Linked DNA regions of Mus musculus: region 1 is linked to region 2. A link is a contact called in public Hi-C data. All regions are on one chromosome and are shown on one strand. The core of a region is the stretch at or near the end of the contact, and the rest is flanking DNA. Distances in the headings are between cores, read along the strand shown. Region 1 has its middle 61 kb from the start of Sec14l1. Region 2 overlaps Mxra7 (matrix-remodelling associated 7).

Region 1 (4,448 bases), core at 265-2,764, 360 kb before region 2:
TGGGCTACAGGAGACCCCCAACTCATAATTCAGGACAGTGACCTTCAAGTTCAGCTGCCTAGGGGTCGGTGACAAGCTGGCTACCAGTGAGGACTTAGTAAGCACGTGACGCGGGGCAGGAGTGTCACCCTCATGGGGTAGGGCAGAAGGACTTCCTGGAGGAGGTCAAAGCTAAGCTGGCAGTCCAGGGTCTTCCAGGCCAACAGTCTCAAGAGATTCTGTAGCCATTGTTCCTGGACTCTAGTCCTGTGTACAACCCGTGGACTTTAAGCTTTGGAGATAACAGTGCCCATGTGGTAGGCTGGTGGGAATCAGAGCAAGATGCAGGTTGGAACACCCAAGAGGGAGGGAGGGAGAGAGGGAGGAAGGAAAGGTGTGGTGGGGGCCACAAAGCTGGGGGGGGGGTGCGTGGGGTGGGGGCGGTGGGGGGGGGGGGCGGGAGAGGGTGAGTGTCCAAAGCCAGGAGCTCCAGGTCCTGAGCTACACAGGATCTCACTCTCCAGCAGGTGGCGATGTCGCCTCAGGAATGAGGTTGGTCTCACATGGGTCAGTACTTGCTGGCAGGGACAGTGGAGAACAAGGGGCAGGCATTTTGCAACATGCTTGTCTCAAGGGACAGGCCACTGGATGACCCCTTCCTAGGTCATTGTTACCTCTTTCAAACCATTGATGCTGTCTGTTGGGCTCTTGCTGTGAGGGGGTTCTCATTGTTACCCACTGACTCCACTCCTCAGCCGCTCTGAACCTGCGTATCAGGTTCCTGTGTCCCCTTCATTCTGGGTGCTAATGGAGAAAGAGGGGCAGGACACATAGGGCCAGAGGTAAGCTGAACAGCGAGGGGTGGAGGGTGGGGTAGGGGAGCAGGTCTCTCCCTGACACCTGGGCCCAGCCCCATTCAGTAATGTCATTTGCAGGGCTGTTCAGAGGACTATCCCAGTCTGCAGAAGGCATGCACTCCAGGGCCAGGCAGGGCCGGTGTGTGACTAACACACTGAGTATAATTGTTTATGATCCCCGATCCATAGATAAGAGGAACATAGCCCGCAGCCAGGAAGAGGAGATGGACAATTACTGAGAGCATCTGTGACCCTGTGTTCCACCTGTCCCTAGAGCCTCCTGTTACACACAAGCATTCACATGTACACAAATACATACTCACATACATGCACGCTCATCCACATATACACATGTACACAAACACACACTCAAATATGTGTATATGCACGTATGTACACAAGTGTAAACACACATTTACACACAAAATATACACCCAAGCTCAAAGGTATATGTACACAGGTATACAGCACACAAACACTGACATGCGTAAAATGCACATACATAGCAACATGCACACAATCACAGTCATATATATATGTGTGTGTATGTACCCACACATGCATATACATACTACATGAACACACATGCACACTATGTGTGTATACACAGCACACATACATGTATGAAACAGTCTCCAGGTTCCTTCTGGTATCGCCCTCTGCTGGCAGGAGGAACAGGTAACACCAGTTCTGGCCAAGCCCAGCTCAGCTCACAGGCCAGTGTCAGCCCGGTCCCCAGCCTGCCCCCTCCCCCGACCTTGCTGAGGTGACCTCATCCAGGCCGCAGTGAGACAGAAACCCAGATCACCTGCCACACCCAGCGCCTGTCCTCTCTTCTCTTCCACCCCAGTACCACCATCTTAGAATCTAGCACCTTCACAAGTGCCTCTGTGGAGGGGGGGGCTGGGGGCGGTACGGGTGGTGGTGACCATCCTCCTGTCTCCTCCTTGGCACAGAGTCTGGCTCAGGGTCACAGTGCAGTGAAGCCTAGCTGCTATCTCTGGCCTGTGAGCTCCCTGCTCTCGGGGAAACTTGAGTCCAGTGGGGAAAGTTACTGAGGCCATTCTAGGAAGTTCCAGGCAGGCCGTGTTTCTTTAAACCAGGTTGTTAGGAAGGGGTGGCAATGCAAAGAGCGGGGGTAAGAGTACTGCAGGCAGAGAGGGTGGGTGCAAAGGCCCTGGGGCAGGGAGCAGGATGCACAGGCGCACACACTCACAATACCTTTCTCTTATTAATAAAAATGGATGAGAAGTGTGTGAGAGCTCATTTGCTTCTTGCAGTGATGGCTACATTTGCTACCAGTCATGAAACTAGAAGGCTGGGGAACAGGTTTCAGAGCCCACCCTGACAGCCAAGACAGGTTGCCTAGCAGAGGGGGGAATGTCTCCTTTTGGAAGAGTGCCAGGCAATACCGGGATAAACGATGTTCGAAAGTTGGACCCTGCGGTTCTAGCACTTAGAAGTCTGAGGGAGATGGAGCATGAATTTGCAGGCCGGCTGAGTTATGTAAAGAGCAGAGGTTGGTTAGAAAGCTCAGCCGGCGAGAGCACGCAGTTACAGAAGATGGAGCTCTGATTCCCAGTACCCACAGCTGCACCTTACCACCGCCTGTGACTGCAGCTCCGGGGTCTAGTGTCGCCTCCTGGATCCTGAGGACACTGCACACGTGTGTACACACACACATGCACACAGGCATACACTCATGAATAACTAATAAATCTTTAAAAAACAATAACGTCAGAGCATGGTGACATTCACACCTTTAATTCTAGCACTGGGAGGCAGAGGCAGGAGGATCTGTGTGAGTTCAAAGCCAGCCAGGGCCACTTAGTGAGACCTATCTCCAAGCAAATAGTTAAAATAAATTTAGGAAGACAATAAAAGCTGCAACCTGAGTAATTCGCTCAAGCAGCCCTGCCCACTCGGGAGGCCACGCCCACTCTGGGAAGTCACGCCCACAGGGGAATCCCACCCGAATCCCTTTCCCCTAAACCTTACTACGGTCTGAATACAAAGTATCGCCAGGATCTCCTCTGTTTGGACACATGGTCCCCGGCTGGAAGTGCTGTTTTAGGGACTATGGAACCTTTGAGACCTAGAGCCCAGCTGGAAGACATGGGCCTTGAGGGGTACAGACCGAGCCTGCTTCCTCCCAGCGCGCACTGTGCTTCCTGCGCACTGTGCTTCCTGCTTACGAAGATGTCTACAAGCGGGACTGTGAGCTCCTACTGCCACGAGAAAGAGCCACTTCAGCAGCAATGCCTTCCCAAATCCTGAGTAACTGAAACTCCTCGCAACCATGTGCTGTGAGAATCTTGACTTCTCTAAAAACACAGCAAATGTTACAGGAATATGTTTTTGTTTCAATCCCAGGTGTGGAATCTGGGGCTGCCTCAGATTGTCCACAGCAGCTAACTATGATTTATCGCGGGCTCTGGCAGGGGCGTGATTCTTCCTGCTGAAGATAGTGTGTATGGAATTCTGGGGACTCTTGAGACGGTATAAAAATGCCAGAACCGCCCGGAGAGAGGCTGCAGCAGCTGCTCCGGCTGCTTGGAGGTATCCTGATTGCAAAGATTGGATTTGCTCCAAGGAACTCAGCGCCCCTAGTCAGCAGGAAGTAGTCTAACGGGATCGATGCCCCGTCCGCCCCCACCCCCACCCCAGCCTTCTTTCTTTCCTACCTAGTGTTGGAGGTTGGAAGGAATAGGATGGAGAAGAGCAGTAGGGGAAAAAGCCAATAAAGTAACCAAAAGTACAGATAGGACCATGAACCAAGACAAGCCTTCTTCCCTCTGCAGCTTCCGACAACTGCCAGCGGAGCGGAGCATTAGCATCCTCAGTCTTAATGCTTGTGCTTCAGTGTACACGTTTTTCTCAGGGAATTCTAATTTTGTTTCATTTAAAAAAAAAAAAAAAAGAGTGCTGTGGCTGAGTTGGAAGCTTCCTTAGCTGGGATGCGTGAGGCCCTGGGTTTTCTTCCCAGTGTTACATAAACTGGGCATGGTGGCACATGCCTGCTGAAGGCAGGAGGATCAGAGGGCCTAGGTCTTCCTCAGCTATCCAGTGAAGGTCCAAGCCAGCCTGGGCTATGTGAGAGCGTGTCATTAAAAAAAAAAGTGGAAGAGGAGAAAGGGGAGGAAAGGTGGGAGAGGGGAGGGAGGTGGGAGGGGGAGGGGGAGGGGGATGGGAGAGGAAAGGAATTGGGCACTCTGCAGCCCCTGCATGAAAGAGTTGGTTCAAGCAATAACTCCTCACAGACTGCAGGAAACCAGATGTCACCAGTGCCCAAGTGCCACCCCCAGATTACCAGGGGGTCACCAACAGAACATTAGCAATGGAGAAGACTAGCTCTTACCCCAGCCTTCTGATGTCTATGAGCCAGGCTGGCCCAAAAGTTGAGTGTGAATCTGATGAGACCTGTCTTGGCACCAGCATGCACCAAACAGGCCTTGGGAAACACAAAATGCCAGCTGGAAGCCTGGTACCCCAGGCCTCTGGCCCGGGCTCTCCTACCGTCAGGGCCTTTGTCTTAGTCCGTTTCCTGTTGCTACACAATACTCACGGCCGGGTCTTTCAGGAAAAGATCGGGCTTGTGAGATGGCTCATCAG
Region 2 (3,955 bases), core at 682-3,181:
TGAGTCTGTCTGTCTGTCTGTCCCTGCTGGCGTGGCTACCAAAGTCCTACTGGTGACTGGAGCATGCAGAAGGGAGGTTAAAACTGGGGCAAACCAAGCAGGCACACCTACAGGCTACCATCCCTAACTCCGCTGACAGTCTCACATACGTCAAGCCCTCTGCCCGCCTGGCCACATGTCTGCTCCGGAGTCCTCCCACTCGTCTGAGCCTCTGTCCTTGGACAGCCCCCAACATTCATGGCCTCCCATCTATAACCAGGCAGAGGGGAGAAAGGCCAGCGGTCTCAGCTGTTAGAAGGAAGTGAGACTGCCCGCCAGCCCCCCTGCTGGAAGCAGCTCAGCCTCCCAGGCTAATTGATTAGTGTTGCTAAAATGACGTCCCCAAGCGGCCTGATGCCTGGAAGAGGAAGCCCCCATCCTGCACGCACTCCCTGGGGACTCTCACACCCGGCCCTCTGGCTCTAACTAAATTGGATTGGGCCCACCGAGTGTGATTGAGTTAAGGCCTGCGTTAGGGCAGCTGTCCTGGCAGGCTGGAAAAGCATCAGGCTAATCAGACTTGTCCCATAAACCAGAACCCAGGCGCGCACCAAGCTGGCAGAGCCGTTTGTGTTTATTTTTCTAGAACAGCAACACAGCTGCCCAGATGTCGGGGTTCTTTGGTTTTGTCAGTACTGCTTCTGGGCCCAGCGAGGGGGCAGCTTGCAAGCTGAAGCCCCGGTTGTTGTCCCTGGCATGCAGGATATTCAGGGATCTGGGATAAACAAAGGCCTTCTCAGTAGGAGCTGCAGCCCTGGGCAGCAGACTGCAGTTGCTCGGGGAAGTTCCTCAGTCTCCGGCCACACCCTGGACTTGAAAAGCTCTTGGTTCCTATGAACTAGACCAGATGGAGTGGGCCGTCCTGGGCTATGCTTATTAGCCTGGTGAGGCTTCAGACCAGTGTGCTGGGGAGCTGCAGAGGAGAGCGGAGGGTTTCTGAGAAGGCAAAGAACTTCAGACTCTCAGAGCTGCAGCCTCATCGCAGCAAGGGCCCCGACAGCCAGGCAAACCCCAATTGACCAATATGCCTCTGTCCCCCTCACCCATAGTCAGCATGCCACCCTGTACCCTCTGTATAGTTGGCCTGAAACTTGATGTGGACCAGACTGGCCTGGAACTCACAGAGACCTACCTCTTCCCACCCCGATGTGCTGGGACTAAAGATGGACGAACGCTACCACAGCCGCCCCATCGGCGCTCTTTCAGCCCCCTACCCACTCCGCCCACTCCACCACCCTTGCCAGGGAACGGCTGCTGATTCGAGTCTTCATTAGCTGCACACTTGTCGTCTGGTCACCAGAGCACCTAGAACTGTGTTCTCTAAATGTAGAGCGATTCAGGAGCAAAGCAGGTCCTTGTAAGAAGTAGATTGGTTCCGGAGGAAAGCCTCGGGCCCTGGGCAGCTGGCTAGGTAGGACCCCAGTCCTCCTAAGTGAGGCTTGATGAGGCACAGCATGGCTCTGTGGAACGTTTGGGCTCTGAGTTCATCTTCAGAACCTCCTTCCTTTCGGCGAGGTGAGAGTCCTAACCCCAGTGGCTTTTCTTCCTTCTTGGCAGCATCTGTATATCTGAAGACGTGTGCGAGTGGCGGGGGCCTGACCTACAGTGGAGGTGTCTCAGACTCTCCGGGAGGCAGTAGAAAGTTCTAGGATAGCAGCTGGAAGAGGGGACACCAGCGTCACCGGCTATAGCCACCCTCAGCCGGTCTACCTTAACAGACATTAGCTAGAAGCTGGCCAGCCTGCCCGCCATCTTGTCTCAGATACAGGTTGGATTAAGGGACACAGAAGGCTTTGCTTCCAAGCAGATTATTACATCAGGACACCCCGCCTCTCCATGCTTCCCTGCTTCCCTCTGCTGGGACGCCGTGTCTCATGCATGCATGCCCTGGCCTTCCTCTGCTCCCCCTCCTCCTGCCAGACCTGCAGATCTGCCTTTCTAATAGTCTGCAGGACTGGAGGCTACTCTCAGATGCTGGCAGTCCGCCAAGCCTGTGCATTTGTGCATCCCACCACGGCCCCGATGTCTGTCCCAAGCCTAGGAGAAGAAAAGGAAGGTCCGAGTCCCTGAGTCCCTGGGGCCCAGCATGTGAATGGTATCCGCTTTTGCTCTGATCAGCACACACTGGGGTGGGGGGAGGCCACAGTGGCGCAGAGGAAGCCCTCCCAGGCAAACAGCTGGACTGTTGACGCAGACAGGCAGACAGCTCTGGGCTGGCTTAACCTGGCCTGCAGAGGGAATGTCATCTGGAAGATGGAAGGGCATGGCAGAGGGATTAGTTTCTCTCTGGCTGTCTCAGTTCCATCTGTGCCCACCCCCCCCATTAAAGACCAAGGCGTAAGAAACCACAGGAGTTCATAGAAAGTATAAGATGTGCTGGGGTGAGAACATGACGTCACTGCGTGGGGGTGCCTCCAGGATGCACTCAGGCCACTACAAGAACATTGTAGCTTGTTGGCCTCTCTGACAGCAGGTCTTTTTCTTTTTCCATTTCTTTCTTTCTTTCTGTTTTGTGTTTGGTTTGGTTTGGTTGTTTTGGGGGGTTGGATTTTTGTTGTTGTTATTGTTGTTGTTATTGTTGTTGTTGTTTTGAGACAGGGTTGCTTTGTGTATTTCTGGCTGTCCCGGAACTCTCTTGGTAAACCTGGCTGGCCTCAAACTCACCTACCTCTGCCTCCTGAGTGCTGGGACTCCAGAGGCACGTGACACTACCTTCTGGCTTTTTTTATTTTATTTTATTTTTTCATCTACCGATTGAGCTTTGTTGAAAATTAATGGAGAGCTGAGGATGCAGTTCTAGGACGAATGCTTGCCTGCCATGTACAAGGCCCTGAGTTCAATCCCCAGCTACACACACACACACACACACACACATACACACAGAGGAAAGGGGGTACTGCTAAGCACTTGAGAGGGACTGCCCCCCCCCCCCCCCCCCCCCCCCCCCGGTCATCAATAAACAGTATTCACTGTCCCCACAGGAGCAGCCTTCTCCTTTAAATACAGCCCTGGGCAGCTGAGGGGAAGCCAGTACAAGAAGATGATGACCAAAGAAGAACTGGAGGAGGAACACAGGTAGGTCGGCTTCTGCAGCACTAATGTAAGGGTCAAGCAGGGGTGGGCCTCCTGCAAGCCCCGCAGCCCCGCCCACTACTCCCTCTTCCCTTTTTTCTGGGGGTGGGGGGCGGGGCGTCCTTTCTCGTCCTGGGAATATTCAGCCAGCTTCAACCAAAAGAAGAAGCTACCCCGGGAGGCAGGCAGCACGGAGGGAGGGAGGGAGGGCGCGAGAGGAGAGGAGAGTCCATTTCTTGTATTCTCTCTGCCCGAAGCCTCCCCAACTTGGAAAACAATGAGTGAGATGCCAGGAAAGGGCCCGGAGCAGCCTCACTGCTCACTTATGCGTAGAGTCCCTGACAAAACCAATTTGTCACTTGAGGACAGAGCGGGATTCTTGGTGCTCATCCATCTGGCAGCCTCCCTCCTCCGGCCCCCACCCTCCCTCACCCACGGTGTCATTCTCTATCTGTTCCGCTCGCTCTGCGCAGCGCTGCTCAGCTCTCTGCGCAGCTCCGGTCTGCGCAGCTCTGCACAGCTCCACTCTGCGCCGCTCTGCACAGCTCTAGGAAGCTGTATGGCTTCTGGAATCAGGACATCTCCCCTCAACCGCCAGAGCCCCCAGGACTTCCCCCTCAACGTTTTACCCGGACTGCACGGGTGGCTGAAGGGTGCTCAGAAGCAGTAGGATGGCCAAGGTGGCCATAACCCACTGTACCCCCAACCCCATGTGCACCTGCTGTCCCGCCCCGCCCCCCAGCAGTGTGAGCAGAGCCCTTGCGTTATAGAGAAGCCCTTCTCAGAGGGTCTGGTGGGGACTAGACCGATTCATGAGCTGACCCACAGCTCAGCCCACCTCCCT

What was found. A called contact is a pair of places that touch in the nucleus more often than the background predicts.
Region 1: a Hi-C map of the N1E-115 cell line shows a contact between it and region 2, with 3 times the contacts expected there. The contact joins two enhancer-like sites. A contact is called at or near these places in 1 of 39 promoter capture datasets (embryonic stem cells), 4 of 484 Hi-C or Micro-C datasets (the N1E-115 cell line and embryonic stem cells), 1 of 115 datasets of contacts at active chromatin or transcription factors (astrocytes) and 1 of 9 other capture datasets (embryonic stem cells).

Annotation. Positions count from the first base shown.
Region 1 is chr11:117,173,592-117,178,039 of GRCm38.p6, reverse strand. No RefSeq gene overlaps it. Among named protein-coding and RNA genes, the nearest start is that of Sec14l1, 61 kb to the right of the region's middle. Within about 2 kb of position 1,514, at least 108 of the 459 cell types and tissues checked have an H3K27ac peak or open chromatin away from gene starts, as enhancers often do. A contact at or near this core is called in the N1E-115 cell line, where this site is marked.
Region 2 is chr11:116,811,082-116,815,036 of GRCm38.p6, reverse strand. It overlaps Mxra7 (matrix-remodelling associated 7), which reads left to right. Exons shown (of 4, transcript NM_026280.3): 3 at 3,021-3,114. Among named protein-coding and RNA genes, the nearest start is that of Mxra7, 15 kb to the left of the region's middle. Within about 2 kb of position 1,931, at least 129 of the 459 cell types and tissues checked have an H3K27ac peak or open chromatin away from gene starts, as enhancers often do. A contact at or near this core is called in the N1E-115 cell line, where this site is marked.